2 separate regions of the Mus musculus genome follow, and region 1 is linked to region 2. The links are chromatin contacts, called in public Hi-C maps. All regions are on one chromosome and are shown on one strand. Each heading gives the region's core, a stretch centred on a gene start, on an enhancer-like site or on the middle of the called end of the contact. The rest is flanking DNA. Distances are from core to core; before and after follow the strand shown.

What was found. Hi-C and Micro-C count contacts between places; a contact is called where the count stands out from the background.
Region 1: a Hi-C map of the N1E-115 cell line shows a contact between it and region 2, with 5 times the contacts expected there. The contact joins two enhancer-like sites. A contact is called at or near these places in 3 of 39 promoter capture datasets (cranial neural crest, pre-B cells and stem cell-derived epiblast-like cells), 1 of 15 datasets of contacts at CTCF or cohesin (embryonic stem cells), 14 of 484 Hi-C or Micro-C datasets (3T3-L1-derived adipocytes, the N1E-115 cell line, bone marrow-derived macrophages and 7 more), 2 of 115 datasets of contacts at active chromatin or transcription factors (embryonic stem cells and microglia) and 1 of 9 other capture datasets (embryonic stem cells).

What each region holds. Positions count from the first base shown.
Region 1 is chr7:96,908,236-96,912,160 of GRCm38.p6, forward strand. Tenm4 (teneurin transmembrane protein 4) reads left to right here. Exons shown (of 33, transcript NM_001310762.1): 33 at 1-2,858. Among named protein-coding and RNA genes, the nearest start is that of Gm22226, 9.9 kb to the right of the region's middle. Within about 2 kb of position 2,551, at least 14 of the 459 cell types and tissues checked have an H3K27ac peak or open chromatin away from gene starts, as enhancers often do. A contact at or near this core is called in the N1E-115 cell line, where this site is marked.
Region 2 is chr7:96,841,911-96,845,426 of GRCm38.p6, forward strand. It overlaps Tenm4 (teneurin transmembrane protein 4), which reads left to right. Exons shown (of 33, transcript NM_001310762.1): 21 at 1,016-1,277. Among named protein-coding and RNA genes, the nearest start is that of Gm15413, 42 kb to the left of the region's middle. Within about 2 kb of position 2,036, at least 7 of the 459 cell types and tissues checked have an H3K27ac peak or open chromatin away from gene starts, as enhancers often do. A contact at or near this core is called in the N1E-115 cell line, where this site is marked.

The DNA.
Region 1 (3,925 bases), core at 1,301-3,800, 67 kb after region 2:
GGGCTTCTTAGAAAATGGGACTTTTATGGGTTACATTTACATTAAGTGTGGAAAATGAATTCCGAGTCTAAGCTATTCCCCGTGGGAACCTTGTTGGACTGATAAAGCTCATGGCACCTTTATAGCCTTACAGAGTCTTAAGAATATGACATGAGTTAATGAAACCAAGAAGGTCTCTTACCGCAGGAGAATCGGAGCAGTGTGTAGTTCTGCCTGGCAGAGAGAGGTGTCCAAAGCGTGTTGGGGGAGGGGAGATCTCGCCTTATGTTGTCCCACTGGGATAAGAGGATGTGTTTCGTTAAGTGCTCTTCCTGATTCCAAAAAAAGAAAAAAGAAAAAAAAAATCCGTCACGCTGTTGCAACCGTGTGCCACAGCCTGCTCTATCCACTGGTTGCTCATTGCCTCTGGATCAAAGCTCTGCTGGGTCAGATTTGATGCCCTCTCAGGCCCACAGTACCTAGCGCGAGCTGTAATGCAGACCCCCTTCTGGTATGATCATTCTTGGGTGGGATAGAAAATAGTTTGACCTGAAACACATGGGTTTTTCTGTATCCAGAAGACATATGCCCCTCAAAATGTACGTTTGCTGTAAGGGTCCTGTGGGCAGAGTTGTCCTGTGAGTTGGCCTAGTTGATCTGTCCCATACTGGCTGCCTGACATTGGCTGAGATCCGCCGGGGTCATTTACTTATAAGACAGAGAGACAGCATGTGACCCAAGGGACCATCTCCTTGTAGCTGTCCAGCCTGTGACTTCCTCCTCTGTTGTCTCCCTCCCTCAAAGACTATATTTTTAGGCATCAGTGAATACCATGAGATATGGGGTATTCTTCTTTAAAAGGAATGATCCCATATTCTTCCTGGACTGCCACCCCAGAGAGGAAACAGGCAAGCATCCCTGAGCTGTATAGGACCTCAGCTGTAGGCCAGACAGTGCCATGTGCCTCCCTTGACACTGATGCTGTCCTCCCTGAACTATGACCTTGGCTCCTTTCAGTTGGATTCCACCTCCCAGGTGTGTTTAAAGGCACAGGCCACAGTTCCTTTCGCCCATTTAGGAGACTTTAAATATAAAATGCCATCCTGGACAGCTCCCGCTCTTTCGACACTCATTACATCTATCCACTTGAGAGAGTGACCGGGTCTTCCTCACTGGTGGAAGTTTGTGATTCTGATGGGAGTTAGCTTCTGAACCTCTAAGGATTGCTTTTGCATAGTTCCCACCTTCTCCACCCTCCACAACTGCCAATTAGTCCCCCAGCCTCAGCCCCTCCTCCAAGACCTTAAACAAGACTTTATTAGTTTCTGACCTCGTCTTTTATACCCTGAGACCCCCTTTATGGTCATCTCCCAGGCAGGCATCACTAGATGGTATTGTGGTGATATTGACTCCATAGTAAACCACACTTTAGCCTTTAACACTTGGCTCAGAGCCACTGGTGGAAAACTAGCCCAAGGTCCACACCAGTGCCTGACTCTACTGAAGGATGCTGGGCTTGAAAGAAACCCTAGGAAGCTAAAGGGAGACTGCTGAGGCTGGACAAGTGCCTGAAAATAAGAGGGATTGCATGGGGAGGGGGGCAGATGATGAAGAAGAGCCGAGTAAGCTGAGTAAACTGGCTTTATAGGCTTGAGGCAAGGGAAGAAGAAGAAAGGGCCTTACAACTGTGACTTAAGTGACTGCCTTTATAGAGAAGGTTTTCAGTGTGACATCTTAGAACACATCTTTGCCATTTGCAGTCCTTGTGTTTCTGCTGGCCATGTGATGTGGTGAGAGCAGTGACATTGGGCTTTGTACCCGGGGAGATGAGCTGGCTGGCTTCCAGCAGAGGGCTGGGCTTTGGGGTTAAATCACCCATTACACAAAGATGAGTGTGTCCTTCATCCCTCACATCAACTGCTTAGCCCAGGTTATGCCGATTCTGGGGTAGGAGGATTCACCTCCCATGGGGTCCCAGTCTCTCCTCTCTCCCGGGATCTTCATCAGGACTAAAAGCCCTCCACGAGAGGCACACCGTCCCCAGCTAGGTCAAAACCATTGTCTATATTTTGTGAGAGGGGACGGAAGTAAAAAATGAACTCTGTGGTTCAAGACCTTTTTATTTAGCCTTCCCAAAACAGCAAACTCATTTTAAAGACTCATTGCTCAGGTGACTGAAACTTTATCCTCTCCAACCCATCATTCTCAAAAACCAGCCTTGTGTACTTGACTGCCCGGAACAGTGGCGGGCTATGCGGTTTCACGGTGTTGTGGAAGATCAAAGGTGGGGAAGCATGGGGTGGGAACCCTGTGTTGTGTTTCAGAGGCCTCGGTGGGGCCCTGTGTTGTACTTCTTACCCTCTGGGGAATGCCAAAGGCGTGAGACTGGGCTACTTCCTAGTCCCTAAGAAAAATGTGATTGATTCTAAGGGCTGATGGTTCAGGGCTGACTGCCCGTGGGCAGGCTCGGCTGTCCCCGCAGAAGCTGACCCACAGATGTCTGGTGGTTCCCAGCAGCTCTAATCCACTCATCACCAGAACCCCACTGTTCTAAATGTGCCCGTCATTCTGAGGACTTCTGAACCCGCAGCTCTGGCAAAGGACGATAATGAGCTGCCTCTGGATGACCAACACTGGAGACTCTGGCCTTACCATGTGGAAATAGTTTTCCTGAAGTCTGGAACTAATTTTGAGAAGTTTTTTTCTCAACACTTTTGTGTTTCTAACACTGTATTCTTGACTGTGTAAATACCAACAAGGCTGTAAATAAATGCAGATGTAGATACCTTCTAGAAAAAAGGGGGGAAAGCATAAAAACAAAACCAGAAGTGATCCCGTGTAGCCTTCGTTGACAAATAAAAGACTATTTTGTGTTTAAAGGTGTGCAGTGGCCTTTGTTGGGAGACAGTGGCAGTTACCAGGAGGGCTGGAGGAAGACCCCCATCTTAGTCCCAGAGTCCCTTGCAGGTCCTACCTGTCATGAACAGCGGTGTCTGGAGGATCACAGAAGACCAGAGGCCTCACTTACTAAAAGATGAGGTACACACAGAGGCAGCTCTCACCTTAGCTAGTGCCAAACTGCCTTAAGCTGTGTCCTAGCCTGGTTCTTATGCTCACTGGCTTCAAAGACAGATTCCAAGGGGCAGGAACACCTGGCCCCATCCACCACCAAACGCAGGACCTGCCACAGAGTTACTGCACCTTACAAATTAACAGGCGCGTGTTCAACTGAGACGTGATAATAACCACATAGTACAACTTAGGGAGAGAGGAGAAAAACTCCTTGAGTAGTGTAGGTGTTTTCCTGCTGTGTTCTTTTCTTTCCAATCTAGCGTAGTTCTAATCACAGTGCGTGGGAACCTCTCTCTTTTAATCGCACACTTAAGCTATGAGACCTCAGTGTCAGGGGTGAATGCTGGTAGTCTTGAAGAGATTATTTACTGAGCCCAGCTCCCGGGTGTATGTGGCAAACTTTATGAAAATTCAAACAACCGTCCTTCTAAGTCAGGAATGCCATCCCACTCTCATTGACCCCAGGTTGGCCCATGCTAAGCTCTAGGGAAAGGAGGGTCAAGCTATAATAGGCCCCTTCCTTCCATGCAGGCTGGATGGAGACATCACGGCAGAAGTGACAGGCAGCATCAGCAGCGCAGCCCTCCACTGTGAGCCACCTCAGCATGGACAGGGGTTCCGGTGCTACGACCTGACCTTTGGTCACTGAGGTACTCTGCACGCCAGATCGTGCCTCTCCATGAGGGCATGGTGACACAGACCTCCTGGTCGATTTCTTCTTGTGTCACTTAAAGAAGGATGTATGTAAAGTAGCTCACTGCTCAGAACACCATGCCCCCTCTGCCCAGCCCAGCCAACCCAGACCCTTAACTGCTGTCCAAAGCTTAGCACTCTGTACTCTATAATGTTTCTCAAGCTTTGACTTGCAGTTTAT
Region 2 (3,516 bases), core at 786-3,285:
ATGGAGAAAGTACTTCTGTATAAGCATGAGAACCTGAATTTGGATCTCCACCACCCACATAAAAGCTGGGAGGGAGAGACATATGGATCCCAGGGGCTTACTGAGCAGCTAGTCCAGACAAAACTACAAGCTCCTGGTTCAATAAGAGTCTTGTCTCAGTGCCTGGACCTGGTAGTGCATGCCTTTAATCCCAGCACTTGGGAGGCAGAAGCAGGCAAATCTCTGAGTTTAAGGTTGGCCTAGTCTACATAGTGAGCTCCAGAACAGCCAGGACCATAGACAGACCCTATCTCAAAAATAAAAACCAAAAATAAACAGAGTGGGGATGGAGGAGAAAGCTATGTCAAATATAACATACAGAAGCAACTGAAGAAGACACCTATACCTATATCAAACTATGGTCCCCATACATACACATACACAGAGAGATGCATGTGTATGTGTGCATGCACATGCACATACACATACAGAGAGAGGGGGGAGGGGAAGGGGAGAGAGGGGGAGGGGGAGAGGGAGAGGGGGAGGGGAAGACGGAGAGGGGGAGGGGCGAGAGGGGGAGGGGGAGAGGGGAGAGGGGGAGGGAGGAGGGGGAGGGAGAGGAGAGGAGGCTGACTGATTTACTCATGGCCACACTATAGTTCATGGCAATAAGGATTCAATGCAGGGCTCAATAATGCCCAGGGAACACTTATTCAATCTCATTCTGCTGGCTCTTTGTGGGCTCTGGCTGACACAGTAACAGCACCAGGCGCTCCACAGCAGAGGTTCACCAGCTGCCCTGGGTTCTGCTAAACAGCTCCTGCTGCAGTGGCTAATTTGGCATCTGTAAACTCTCTCTGGCCAATCATCTTGTAGCAACAGCTAAAGGTTTCCAGGGTCATTGTCACTGTTTGTGACTGCAATCCGGTCTCTGGGTGTCAGAGTAGCACTCACCAAGTTCTCAGCCCTTTCCTGTGACTTTCAGGATCTCGGTTCTCTTCATCTTATTTCTGCCGTTACTGTCCCCCACCCACAGCTTTGACCTGGTCACAAATGGCGGCATCTCCATCATCTTGAGATTCGAAAGGGCACCCTTCATCACACAGGAGCATACCCTCTGGCTACCCTGGGATCGCTTCTTTGTCATGGAAACCATCGTCATGAGACACGAGGAGAATGAGATCCCCAGCTGTGACCTGAGCAACTTTGCCCGTCCCAACCCTGTGGTCTCTCCATCCCCACTGACATCCTTCGCCAGCTCCTGTGCTGAGAAAGGCCCCATTGTCCCAGAAATCCAGGTACCCAGGCTCCTTGACGACATCAGGCTATTCTTTTCTTTTATTTGGGGGCAGAAGATAATCTCACAGATAATGGCAAAAGTGAAAGTGCCTGTACGGGCCTGGGTAAGACCCTCCCCCCAAAGCCCACTTTACCAAATCGCACCATGGGCATGGCATCAGAATATAAAGACTATCTTTCATGCTAAAGACTGGTGCATGCCTCCAGTCTGCCTGGCACACTGGGGCTTGCAATAAACTCCTTGGCTCTTCCTACCCTGTCTCCCTGTTCATTCTTCTTTGTTCTTCAGCTTTCAGAATCTCACCTCTCTTGGTATTTCTGCTCTAAGTACTTATAATAATAGTTTCTATGAATAGGAATAAGCCATGGGACCCCAAGTATTAAGCATTTTAATAAAGAGTAAATAAGAAAAATGTAACATGAGGTACTTAGCACGATGTCTGATACCTACTAAGTGCTCGATAAATTTTAGCTATTATTATTGCTAAGATTATTTAACACATGCTGCCTTCATGCCAATTAAGGATTGCTTTGGATCAAATCTACACACGCAAATGGTTTACTTCATTATCATTAAAGGGAAGTAATCGAGAAAAAATGTATTTTAATCTGATGAAAATTAAGATAGATTCTTTGCCTAACAAAGCCGTTCTGAGTTGGATCTCCTCCATCATCCCCAGTCTGATGTCTGTAGGCAGAAAAGAAGGCCAGAGGAAGAGGGGGAAACAGCAGCACAGAAGCCCAGAGAAGCCCAGGTCACCAGGTCACCTGCCTGCCTAGTGAGACCTCAGCAATGTGCATGTTAATGGATTGCCCTGGTGCGGGTAGACCAGAGCATTTATACATTTACATTTACATGTGTGTGTGTGTGTGTGTGTGTGTTTCACGCCTAGATGAGCAAACACATCTCCCTGGACATCCCCTGTTGAGTAGTTTCCAGTGTCAGTCCCCAATAAAAAAACATAACCATTTCTGAATTCTCACTGTACAGAAAGCTCACTCCTTCTCAGAGATTCAACGCCTGTCTCCTGTCTCAGTGGCCAGGCTGACCTTTTGTATGAAATGCTTGTCAGTAGAGACAGAGCTTGCTGGAGAGAAGTAATTTGTTAGTCAACCCTGGCTCGGCTCCAGCTAGACATCCTTTCCCAGGAGCAGGGACTGGGCAACAAATGAGGTTCAAGGTCAGACTCTCTTTACATTGCTCTCTGAGCTGGGTGCCCCAGTGGGGGCACAAACCTTGCTTACTGTTAGTCCCACCAAACACCTAAAAAAACAAACTCTTTGTCTCCCTGGTCCCATTGTCGTTGATGTTTGCAAGTGCTGGGATGTGGAGATTGAGATGGGTGCATTAGCAAAGGGAAATGTTTATGAGAGCATCAGGCTAGCACTCAAGCGCTGCCGATGGCTCACCCGGGGGTGTAGCCTTCTTTGCCTGGAACTATAAACTGTGGCCTGGGAAGGCGGCCCTAGATTAAGCCCAATCTATAGCATTTCCTGTGTTTGAAAAAGCTTCACAGACAAAACATCTACACCCTTCTATAGAATAAACAGAATGAGAAGGGCTCAGCTCCCCTGTAAACAGAGGGTAAAAATAGCCACATCCCTTGAATGGACATGTTAGGCTCAATTGACTTAATGTTCTCTTCTTGAGCAAGAGCCTGGAGCATCGAGCTGATGGCAGTCCCCTGTGTTTGCCTTATGGTGATCATCTGGACTGCAATGACTGGTCCCTTCTTCAGTCTTCTCTGCTCATCTGGAAGGCACTGGGGTTGGGAGCCACTGTGCACTGAAAATTCCTCTCTGGGGACAAACTGGGACATTGGAACAGGACTTTGTCAGGTTCTCAAGCACGGCCTGATGATGTATTTGTTCAGCCTAGTGTGGTCTCTGTTGACTGTCCTGGAAAGGATACATTTAAACTCCATCTTACTTTAAGAAAGCTCTAGATAGAAACCATCATCTATCAGGCTCTGATTGCTGCCTACATTAGTCTTTCTTCATGGCAGCCCTGCTCTCAGCTCCCCGGGTACCAGCCATACCCTGTCCTGCCTAATGATGGCTAGGCACTTTGCATATATGGCCTTACTGGTATTGATCCAGTGAGGAAGTACAGATTCCCAGACTCCTTGAGTTTTCCTGACTGACACAGCTAATGAATCAAAGCTATACATTGTTGAGTATCCTTATGTGTCCTCTCAGGCCCATGTTAAAATATCTTCATTTATGTTGCACTGGAGA